Linked DNA regions of Sus scrofa: region 1 is linked to region 2. Evidence: chromatin contacts called from public Hi-C data. All regions are on one chromosome and are shown on one strand. The core of a region is the stretch at or near the end of the contact, and the rest is flanking DNA. Distances in the headings are between cores, read along the strand shown. Region 1 holds the start of PBX1 (pre-B-cell leukemia transcription factor 1). Region 2 overlaps PBX1 (pre-B-cell leukemia transcription factor 1).

What was found. Hi-C and Micro-C count contacts between places; a contact is called where the count stands out from the background.
Region 1: a Hi-C map of skeletal muscle shows a contact between it and region 2, with 2.9 times the contacts expected there. The contact joins the promoter of PBX1 here to the enhancer-like site in region 2. A contact is called at or near these places in 2 of 5 promoter capture datasets (fetal liver and skeletal muscle) and 7 of 47 Hi-C or Micro-C datasets (embryonic fibroblasts, fetal skeletal muscle, fibroblasts and 3 more).

The regions. Positions count from the first base shown.
Region 1 is chr4:86,168,711-86,174,354 of Sscrofa11.1, reverse strand. It overlaps PBX1 (pre-B-cell leukemia transcription factor 1), which reads left to right and starts at 4,081. Exons shown (of 9, transcript XM_005655372.3): 1 at 4,081-5,043. The coding sequence starts at 4,853.
Region 2 is chr4:85,944,293-85,950,536 of Sscrofa11.1, reverse strand. All of the region lies in intron 2 of PBX1 (pre-B-cell leukemia transcription factor 1), which reads left to right. Among named protein-coding and RNA genes, the nearest start is that of PBX1, 220 kb to the left of the region's middle. Within about 2 kb of position 3,811, at least 28 of the 83 cell types and tissues checked have an H3K27ac peak or open chromatin away from gene starts, as enhancers often do. A contact at or near this core is called in embryonic fibroblasts, omental adipose tissue and skeletal muscle, where this site is marked.

The sequences.
Region 1 (5,644 bases), core at 2,832-5,331, 220 kb before region 2:
GTATCTCCTCTTAACTTCCTTTATTCTCTCTAAAGCATTAAAAATAGAGAGTTTTTAAATTCATATTTGTCAAGTAACTCAACTTCTGGGAACCTTGGTTTCTTGATCTACAAAACAGAGATTAGAATCTTAAAAGGAAGTTGTTAAAATTGTGTCAGGAGTTCCCTTGTACTGGGATTAAGGATCTGGCATTGTAAATGCCAGCATTGTTACTGCTCTAGTTACAACTGTGGCACAGGTTCAGTCCTTGGCCTGGGGAACTTCTGCATGCCACAGGCACAGCCCAAAAAAAAAAAAAAAAAAAAAAATTTTAAGTGTTAACTTGTTAAAATTAGGTGGTATTGTACACACGGTGCCTGAAACATAATCAGTATTCAACAAATTCTATCTGTGGGTATGCTTATTATTCTGTTAGTGCCACTGCATTCTTCTCATCCAAGCTTGAAAACATTTTCTTTATTCTTCCCACCCACATAAAATCAATTATCAAGTTCTGTTGGCTGTTCCTTGAAAATATACCTCATAATCATCTTTACTTTCCATTTCTACTGCCATCTTCTTAATTCACCTTCTTTATTTTATTGTCTCAGATTTTGTGTTGGGTAGTCAGATAATTTTTCTTAAAATATACTTTCGGAGTTCCCATTGTGGCTCTGCAGTAAAAAAACCCGACTAGTATCCATAAGGATACAGGTTTGATCCCTGGCCTTGTTTAGTGGTTTAAATCATTCAGCTCTGCCTTGAACTGTAGTCTAGGTTGCAGACATGACTGGAATCCCACAATCCCACATCGCTGTGGCTGTGGTATAGGCTGGTGGCTACAGCTCCAGTCCCACTCCTGGCCTGGGAACCTCCATATGCCATGAGTGTAGCCCTAAAAAGACAACAAACAAACAAACAAAAAACACAACTTTACTGTTCCCTCGTTTAAAACAAAAAAGTAACTTTCCTGGCTCCCTGGTGTACACCAAATAAAGCACATAATGCTGTTGTACAGAGTCCTCCAATTACACTTTTTTTTTTTTTTTTTTCTTTTTAGGGCTGCACCTTTGACATACAGAAGTTCCCAGGACAGGAGAGGAATCAGAGCTGCAGCTGCCAGCCTATACCACAGCCACAGCAACTCAAGATCTGAGCTGCATCTGTGACCTGAACCACAGCTTGGGACAACACCAGATCCTTAACCCACTGAGCAAGGCCAGGGGTTGAACTGGCATCCTCATGGATACTAGTCAGGTTCTTAATCTGCTGAGCCACAATGGGAACTTCAGACATTCTTGCTGTTGTTGTTGCTTTTTAGGGCTGCATCTAGAAATTTCCAGGCAAGGAATGGAATCTGAGCTGTAGCTGCCATCCTACACCTGAGCCACAGCAATGCTGGATCCTTAACCCACTGAGTGAGGCCAGGGATCAAACTTGCATCCTCATGGATACTAGTTGGATTTGTTTCCACTGTGCCATTAACGGGAACTCTGCAATTATACTTTCTGATCTTTTCCATTGTGCTTGAAAAGAAACCCTGGACTTCTGCCAGATCCATTCACTCTGTCTTCTAGATACAGCTTATCTTTCAGATGTACCTCAAAGTCTTCTAATCACTCCAACCAAATTGTCCCCATATCTCATTCTCTATAGGATGTCTAAGGCATGGTCTTACGTCCGTAGCATTTATTTTGTAATCAAATATATATTTTGCAAAACTGTACTGTTGGCAACACTATAAAAGGATAGGTATCATCAAACAGTTGTGATGATTAAATAAATAAAGTACTTTGAAAATACCTCATCTGGAATTCCCCTTGTGGTACAGCAGAAATGAATCCGACTAGGAGCCATGAGGTTGTGGGTTCGATCCCTGGCCTCATTTAGTGGGCTAAGGATCCAGCATTGCCATGAGCTGTGGTGTAGGCTGCAGACAAAGCTTGGATCTAGCATTGCTGTGGCTGTGGTGTAGACCGGCAGCTGCAGCTCTGATTAGACCCCTAACCTGGGAAGCTCCATATGCCATGGGGTGCGGCCCTAAAAAGACAAAAAAAGACAAAAAAAAAAAAAAGAAGAAAAAGAAAAAGGAAAAGAAAATAGCTCATCCTTGTAGAGCACTTAATAAATACTATCCTTAGCATTATTGTTGTGTGCGTTTCTTATTTCGCTACTAAAATGCTCCTAGATGACAATGATCTTCTGGAACTGATGGCACATTTTCCAATACTTTTCCTAGTAAACATTTACAGTGATTCTAATTACTTGCTCACACACTGATTTCTTATAGACTCTGGGTTAACTTCTTTTCATGCACTAAATGTAATAACTTCATTGCTGTAAGAGATGTGCTAACTCACACTTACTGTGATTGATATGTTGGAGGATTACTAGTGTTGGTTTAAAAATCCAGTTAACAAGTCAGGGTATGTATGTGGATAGAAGAGTTGTTTTAAGTAATATGACATCATAATTACAATTAATACTCCCTATTGCATGCCCAAATGCCAATGAGTGCCAAATACCTTAAGAACTGTCTTGAAATCCTTTCATAAGCCCCATATTTCACCAAACTTTTTTTCTGGTAATGACTGGGGAGGAGGTTGGTCTGATAAAAAGAATAGCATTTTATTTGAGGATCTCAAAGCAACTGGTGAGGCTACCTTCCATTTTGCAGATTGGGTAGACTGAAGTTTGCAACCATTCCATGCATTTCCTTTGGCTATACTGCCATCCAGGAAGAGAACTATCTACACAGTAGAATATTTCATATTCCAAAACGCTATACTTGGCTTTTCCAAAATAATTCATCTGTTCTTTTATCTTGCAGCCATTGTAACTATGTACCCAGTCAGATTTCCTCCCTCACATTGCCTGATGGAAAGATTGGAAGCAAATTTACGGTCTACTTGGCACTTCAGTATTGAACTTTAGCTACGAGTCTCTTATTAGGTATTCCCCTTATTTATTTTATTTTTTCATTCTTTATTATCAAGTTGAGTTAATTTGTTTGAATATGTATCATTTTAAGCATAGTGAGTCTCTTTTTCAAACAAGATGGGCAGTACACACATAACTAATTTTTATACATTTCTATTAGATGGAGGCATCCCTTCCTTGACACTTAATAACTGTAGGACCTTGAAGAAGTTATTTAACCTTTTCAAGTTCCTTCTCTGTTAAATGGAACTAATAATCCATAACTCTCACAGATGTCTTAGGGATTAAATAAAATAACTTATGTAAATTACTTGGTGCATAGTAGGCATTCAATAAATGTCAGTTCACTTCTTATCTCAGTTAATAATGCTTATTAAACTATATTAAAAACTAGAACCAGACTATGATAATGCATTTCTTTATTAAGTATTTAAGCCAAATAACTAATTTCCCCCAGGGGGAAAAGAGAGAGATGTTGAATTAGTTTCGGTGAACTTATTTATTAATCTTTTCTCCCTCAGTATTATTGTTTCATATCCATAATTTAGCTTGCATGCAACAAAAATGTCACAGTTCAACATTACTTTGAACTCTGTTGTGTTTTTTTAAAATCTATTTTTATATTTGCTATTTATTATATGTTATTGAACATTATATTAACAGTTCAGTTGTGTTTCCTAAGAACTTCGTGCTGACAGACTTTCGCTCTCAAGTTTCCCTGAGGTCTAACGACTTAAAAGGATCAAGTTTTAAACGGCAAGGTTACAGCAAAAGAAAAACGTGGGTAGGAGGGGGAGATCCACACCGTCAGCGTTCTTTCCCATTAATTTTATACGTTTGCATTTAAGTGGAGCCACGTTTTCCTCAAGGACGGACTCTAAGTGAGACAAGCAAGAAAAGTGGGCACCAACTAATTGAGCTGGTGCTACGGTATCATTGCACCTTTAAGGACTGGAGACTTGGTATTAGCTCGGCCTCCTTCCCGGCCCACCTCTGAACTCTGATTGACAGGCCGCCGGGCGAGGAGGAGCCGAAGGAGGCCGAGGAGGAGGCGCAGGGAGGAAAGTAGGGGGAGGTGGGGACCGTCTTTTCTCTGATGACCAATCAGAAAGAGGGGGCGGGGCTCATGGTGCCCTCCTCCCTCCTTCCCTCCCCCGCCTCACGGCTTCCCCGCCCCCTCCCCTCTTTCCTCTGCCCCCTCCCCTCTCCTCCTTCTCGTCCTCCTCCTTCTCCTCCTCCTCCTCCTCTCAGGCTGTGGTTTTTCTGTGTATGTTTCTGGAGTCCTGAGCCTGAGCTAAACAAAAGCAGGAGGCTGACGGGGCTGCTGGAGTTTGCAGAGACACGGAGGAGGAGAGAGCCTGTGCTCTGCCTGCCGCCGCGGCTGGGGGAGATCTGGCTTTTGCAACAGCCCACCCCCTTTGAGATCACTCTGGCCCGGAGTGGGGGTGGGGGGCAGCGGGGGGTGGGGGGGAAAGTTTGCATTGCAATCCCCCTGCCTTCCTCTCCTTTCTCCCGATCAATGCATATTTGCAAAAGGATTAAGCCACAGATTTAAGCGCCTGGAGCCCATTTCTGCCTTGCAAAGGAGACCGGACTGAAAAACCAAAAGCCAGCTCTGATTTCTTTTCGTCAAGTGGGAAGGTGGTTTATTTTTCTTGCTTTTTGGAGTCAACACCCTTCCCCACCAGCCCTTATCCCCACCCTCACCCCGCAACCCCTTCACGCCCCCCTCCCCCTCCCCACTCCCCATCCTCCCACCATCCTCTAAAGAGGCAAAGGGATTTTTTTTTCTTTTGGTCTTCTTTTTTCCCGTTCCCTGTTTATCCTGAAAAGGATCTGAAGACAGCTTGAAGGATAAAAAGCCTTGGTGCTTCCCAGGAGCCGAGCCGAGGAGCAGAAGAGGAAGAGCCGGGGGCTGCCGTTGCCTTTGGAGATGGACGAGCAGCCCAGGCTGATGCATTCCCATGCTGGGGTCGGGATGGCCGGACACCCCGGCCTGTCCCAGCACTTGCAGGATGGGGCCGGAGGGACCGAGGGGGAGGGCGGGAGGAAGCAGGACATTGGAGACATTTTACAGCAAATTATGACCATCACAGACCAGAGTTTGGATGAGGCGCAGGCCAGGTGAGATGGAGGCTTTTCTTTTCCTTTCTTGGGGTTTTTTGTTTTTCTCCCTCTCGCTGGGGGAAACAATGGGAACCGAATCACCACAGCGCTTTCTTTTTAAATGTTATTTCTTTGCCCATTTTGACGAGCAACTGTATGGCGGAGGAGTAAAAATTGGAGGAGCGTTGTTATCGAAAGTGTAATCTCCCATGCCGTGATGTGTGTATATATATATATATATATTTATATATATAGTGTATGTATGTATGTGTGTGTGTGTGTGTGAATATAGAGGTATTCCTATATAGCCATACAAACACTCAAGCACGCCAAAAAATACTGGCAACTGATCCAAAAGCGGCCCTCGGCACTTTTTACTGCTTTAAAAAAGTATCCAGAGAGAGCAGAATTGTCAAGTTTTGAAGAGCATTCCATGCCTTCTTGTTGAGGGACTCCGTAACATTACAAAATAAAATGTCCCAAGAACACTTTATTTGCAAATTTAGTTGACTCCTTACCTAAATCAGAGACTTTGAATTTTCTTTCTTGACGTACTCCTCCAAAATTATTTTTTCTTTCCCCCTTTCTCTCCCTATTAAAAACAAAAAAAAAAAAAAAA
Region 2 (6,244 bases), core at 2,562-5,061:
ACATTTATTTAACACAAGCCAGGTCCTAGAGGCTTACCCAAACTGTGGTCAGAGAGCCCTGACAACTTTCTTTTACAACTGAGGAAACAATCTCTGAGATGTCAACCCAGCCCTCCCTGCCAATGGGTGATAGAAATAGGACTTCAATTCTGAATCCAAAGCTGTGTCCTCCCCACACACACATCACTCATCCTATTCGAAATTCCAATGCAGAAAGCCAGAGCAGAGGAACGGGGCTTACAAAGTAAGCCAGCTTCTCAACTTTGCAGGAACCGGGCCGTTCGGATGGGGACTCTGCCATTGATATCCACTAGGTCCTTGGGGAGGCTGAGTCCACTTTATAACTATGCTTTGACTCCTTTAAACATTTCTGACATGTGACTTGGGTTTAGCGCACACATCACCTCCCCACTGTGTGAAATCCGGGGTCCCCAACAAAATGATTCCAGCCACAAGGACAGACGCTTTGGGCTGAGCGTGGCACCCTTACATAGGAAGCCTATCAGCTCGTCCACCGAAGAAACTTAGCTTCCTTGCCATCCTCTCTGCTCCCTCCATTCTGCCTTGGACCCTGAGTATCATCAGCCTGTTTGTGGGCAATAAGAGCACATTCATTATGGAGCCCACGCAAATGGATTCAGACATCAGATCCATTGCCTCAATTGCACATGTGTTTGACGCCACTACAAATGAAATGAACTTGCTGGGATCAAGGAGACTCTCCCAAAGGTCGAATGAGTCTCTGGCCCAAATTGTGGAACTGTACTCTGAGCCATCTCACTTCCCAGCCCCTACAGAGCTGAGCGGAAGACACAATCCTGTTTAACGTTGAAAGTGGCTCCATCTTTGATGCAGGCCTTGAGCGGGATCATGTGAAGCCAGAGAAGAATTGGGCTCAGGAGACCTTCTAAAGAAAGAAAACAGGAGTTCCTGTCGTGGCGCAGCGGACGCAGATCCTACGAGGAACCATGAGGTTGCGGGTTCGATACCTGGCCGCACTCAGTGGGTTAAGGATCCGGCGTTGCCATGAGCTGTGGTGTAGGTCGCAGATGCGGCTCAGATCTGGAGTTGCTGTGGCTGTGGCATAGGCTGGTAGCTGTCGCTCCAGTTAGACCCCTAGCCTGGGAACCTCCATATACCGCGGGTACAGCCCTAAAAAGTGGGAAGAAAGAAAGAGAGAGAGAAAGAGAAAGAAAACAATTTGCCCCTAATGGAGGCACCTGGGCCGTGCTATTCTCTCCATTCCTCACACAATAGAGTCTCACTTTGTCATTTATTAAATGGGCCGAGGAGAATCGGTCCTGCCATAGGATCAGCTGGACAAATGCAAATAATGGCATCATAACCAGGAAGCTAGAGCTTGAGTTAGAAATCCAGGGAACGTGTGCCACATGTGGACCTTGGGCCAATTTTTATTACTATGGCACTAAATAAATGGAATGATTTATGAATAACTGTTACATTAAGTATGAGACACTGTGTTACTGAAAGACTTCTGGGTCCAGTTGCTGCCATCATGCCCCATTCCCTTCAGCCCATACGAAAGTCAGTGTCCAAGTGTTTCTCTAGGCTGTCTGCTGACCTGCGCCCACCCCACCCCTACCTCTGTTCTCTCTCCTCCAGCTCAAGCATGGTAACTAGCTTGACATGAGGACATTCACAGGTGGTCTGTGCTTCCCTGAGTAGGACTCAGGACTCTGCAAAGAGGGTGGACTTTGAAGAACTGGAGACTGGACTTTGAACTGTGTAAATCTGTGTCGATTTCAGCCTCTCTGAGCCAGTTTCCCCAAAAATGCATGTCCACGATCAATTTCTAAAGACTGATGTGAGGCTCAGATGAGATAATGTAGGTGAGGTCATATGGAAATTCTGGGTACGGTGTAAAGCTCTATGTCAGAAGAAGTATTCAGAAGTATTTTTTGCCACACTAGCTCCTGCTGTTTAGAAGATGGCTGGTTTTGCAGAGACATCACTTAACAACTGAGATCTTTACAAATGACCTAAGGAACCCTCTCTGTCCCGTCTGTGCTGATTATAGATAGAGTAAAATGACTTGCCCAGGATCACAGAGATCAACGTGGCAGACCAAGGCCATTAGTCTTAAAAAACAGTGCTTTTGCTGCCATAGCCACTCTTGATTGTGACATCACTGCCATCACTCAGAATTACCTCCTGTGCTCCTGTTACCTCCTGTTGCTCCTGTTGGTGGACATGCCCTCTCCTGAGTGACCAAGGCAGGCTGGAGCCATTCTTTTCTTTTCTCTGCCAGGCTTTGCTGCCTGGACGTCTTGTAGACGATGCCTGTGGCCTTTCTGCATCTCTGTGAATGCACCGCCCGCCAGGGCCTTCTGTAAGGTATGGCCAGGCAGCTATCCTACTTGCCCATCTCTGTTTCCTGCCATCACCTCTGGAGCCCATCACCACCTCTACCAGTTCACACTGCTTGCTCAGAAACTCTCTGTGCAGAATTTCTGTTGTGGCTCAGCGGAAACAAATAAGACTAGTATCCATGAGGATGTGGGTTCGATCCCTGGCCTCGCTCAGTGTTTTAAGGATTCAGTGTTGCCATGAGCTGCAGTGTAGGTCACAGACATGGTCCGGATCTGGCATTGCTGTGGCTGTGGCGTAGCCCAGCAGCTGCAGCTCCGATTGACCACTATTCTGGGAACTTCCATATGCTGCAGGTGTGGCCCTAAAAAGCAAAAAAAGAAAGATAGAAAGAAACTCTCTGTGCACAGTGCCTTTCTGAAGTCAAGTTCCACTACTGACATCCCTAAGTTCAAGTTTCCTTACTCAGATGTACCCTGAGTTTATCCCACAGACATGAGAGATATGCAGGGACGGACGTGAGGAGAGCTCTGGCTAGTGCCAGTGGCGCCCAGACATCCCCTCCTTCCAGACTGTGTGCCTGTTTGGCTGATCCCTTTCGAAGGCAAGGCCAGTGAAAAAGTAGGTACCTCTTGATCCTGTTGCCTTGAGATCCCAGCTTTGGCAGGAGGGCCACACTTCACCCCCAGGCCTCCTCTGAGCCCCCCTCCACCCCTCCCTCCACCTTCATCTTCCCTCTCCCTGAAAACCTTGAGGATTTAGAATACTTCCTGCCCACGTCTTCCACCAAGGGACCTCCAGGGGATTTCACAGTTTATTGCTTGTTTTCTTCAGGATTGGAATAGCTCCGACCAGCTACTATTTGAAAAGCATAGAAGTATTTTTTGCTTATTATCAAAAGGAGATCGGAGTTTTCCTGCAACTAAATGAGAACTTGATATCTTTCTTGGCCTAAGGGGTGTGAGTGTGTGTTTGTGTATGTTCACAGGCGGGGGTGTCCAGCCTTCCCTTCCTCCATCTCTGTCTCCTAGTAGCCAAAGCCCATGTTCTGAACCACACCAAGGAGGGCAGGCTGCCTTTCACCAAAGGCAGACGATCGATCATTAGCTTTCTTGCCTGCCTGTCTCTTGTTCCCTGTGTCCATAGGGCTCTCTGGTCTGTCCCTCTGTCTCCTGTCTGGTCTGTAGGCAGGGTTTGTTTTCTGGAGCACAGAACTCCCCAAACCTGACAATCGCTGCAGTCTTTCTGCCTTTTCTCTTAAACAGCTTTTTTAAAGCCCCCAGAGACCCTTAAAAAAAAAAAAAAAGAATGCAAATGGAAATTATACTGGAAGCTGAAATGAACATTGTTGTGAGTCATGCGATCCTGGCCACGCGGGGACAAACTATTTTTTATTTTGGGTAATATTTCTTCTTTGGCATTTATTACACCTCTGTTAAACACAGCTCATGTGACACAGTGTTACTCATAGGCAATCAGAGAAAAAGCTGAAAGTTGAGCCATCACTAGGGCAGGGCAACTTATTGTTAATAGCAGCCATTAAAGCTGAAAGGAAAAATTACCCATCTGCCCCCCCCACCCAGATCTGTCTGCCTGAGACCTACTCAGGCCCCCAGGCCGGAAGGGGGGCTGGGCAAGCCCGAGGGAAGGAGAATGGAATGTAGAAACCCGAGATCTGTGTTGGGCAAGGTAGGGCTGATTTCAAGTTTGGGCCCTACCCCAGGAATAAGGGAAAAACCCCACTGATCTCAGACATTCAAGTAACGTGTCTGTCTAATCACCCTTGTTCTTGACCCCTGCCCCCCACCGCCTCACTCTGGCCCAGGGCGCTAACCCAGAGGTCTTACTGCAAGATTCATTTGAGCTACAGATAGGAAACTCAACAGAAAGATGCCTGTAGCAGCAACACCTTCTAATTCTGCAACACTTTCCGCCACAGCCTGTAATTTATAACAGATTTCCTCTACCAAAATTCTTTGCCATAAGACCCTCGGGGTTCAGCAATGCATTTTTTTTTAAATTTTTTAAAAAATCTGTTTTTAAAAGAGCATATGGTTTAAAATCCTTTCAGACATTTAAAATCCTAGCCAAAGAGGCAACACCGTTACCCACTCTGACAAGCCGCTGTGACAGTAGGCTTGTTGATGGGGCCGTATAAGATGTCAGCTGGGAAAGGAGATTTGAGAGGGATTTGCAGAGTGTGTTGATAAAACTCACACCAGGTCTGGAAGGGAAAGGCATTGGCCCATTTTGTGGATAATGCTAACCCTCTCAGGTGCAAAGACTTATTTGGAAAGCTGTAAAAGAAACTGGATGTTGGAGTTCCCGTCGTGGTGCAGTGGAAACAAATCTGACTAGGAACCATGAGGTTGCGGGTTCGATCCCTGGCCTCACTCAGTAGGTTAATTATCTGGCGTTGCTGTGAGCTGTGGTGTAGGTCGCAGACTAGGCTCGGATCCCACATTGCTGTGGCTGTGGTGTGGGCCGGCAGCTGTAGCTCCAATTCAACCCCTAGCCTGGGAACCCCCATATGCCGCAGGTGCAGCCCTAGAAAGCAAAAAAAGAAAAGAAAAAAAAAGGAAAAGAAAAGAAACTGGATTGTGGCTTGGAGTATGGCCCCTGAACAGCCCCGCCCACCCTACTCGTCAAGAGCACTGGCATGGTGGGGCAGTAGTTTTTTTCAGCCCTGCACATTATTTGGAGATATTCGAATGAGTTTGAAAGGCCAGTTGGAGGGCCCCAGAATGACTCCTGGGACTGGCTAGAAGTCTGAGCCCAGCTAGCAATACTCAGCACTGAGAGCACACCAGGCTCAAGATAAGTGGTGGGACTGGTTAGAGAGGGAGGTGCCTGCCCACTCAGACCCGGAAAGGCATTTTGTACTCCAGGAGTCTGATTTCTCGGATTTGACCACATCCAAGTCTCTGGGCTCAGCCCTAAGTGTTCCTTGGCTATCAAAACGAATGTCAAGTCAGGTCAGCTAAACTCATCACTGAAGATATTCTTTTTTTTTTTTTTAATTTTTTAAAAATTCAAGTATAGTTGATTTACAATGTTGTGCTAATTTCTGCTGTACAGCAAAGTGACTCAATCACACACATACATACACACACACAGATACACATTCTTTTTCTCATATTATCTTCCATCATGTTTTATCATAAGTGATTGGATATATAGTTCCCTGTGCTGTATAGCAGGACCTCATTGCTTATCCATTCTAGATGTAATAGTTTGCATCTATAACCCCAAACTCCCCATCCACCCCCCCCACCCCCTTGGCAACCACAAGTCTGATCTCCATGTCTATGAGTCTGTTTCTGTTCTATAGAAGGTTCATTTGTGCCATATTTTAGATTCCACATGTAAGTGATATCAGATTGTATTTGTCTTTCTCTTTCTGACTTAATTTCATTTAGTATGAGAATCTCTGGTTGTATCCACATTGCTGCAAATGGCATTATTTCTTTTTTTATGGCTGAGTAGTGTGTGTGTGTGTGTAATCACGTCTTCTTAACGCATTCATCTGTTGATAGACATTTAGGTTCATTTAGGTTGTTTCCATGTCTTGGCTATTGTGAATTGTGCTTCTGTGAACATACATCTTTTTGAATTGCAGTTTTGTACAGATACATACATGGGCCAGGAGTGGAATTGCTGGATCATATAGTAGTTCTATTTTTAGTTTTCTAAGGAAACTCCATACCGTTTTTCACAGTGGTTATACCAATTTACATTCCTACCAACAGTGTGGGATGATTCCCTTAAAGATATTCTTGATAAAGCTTGGTTGCTTCTTGCCTTGGGTGGCTTTGTCCCACTAAGAGCTGTGGTTCTCAGCCTTTGTGTCAGCAGCATAATTTTGAATCCTAGAATTATTTTGGTCGTAACTTGGAATGAATGTTAAGCTCTTGGG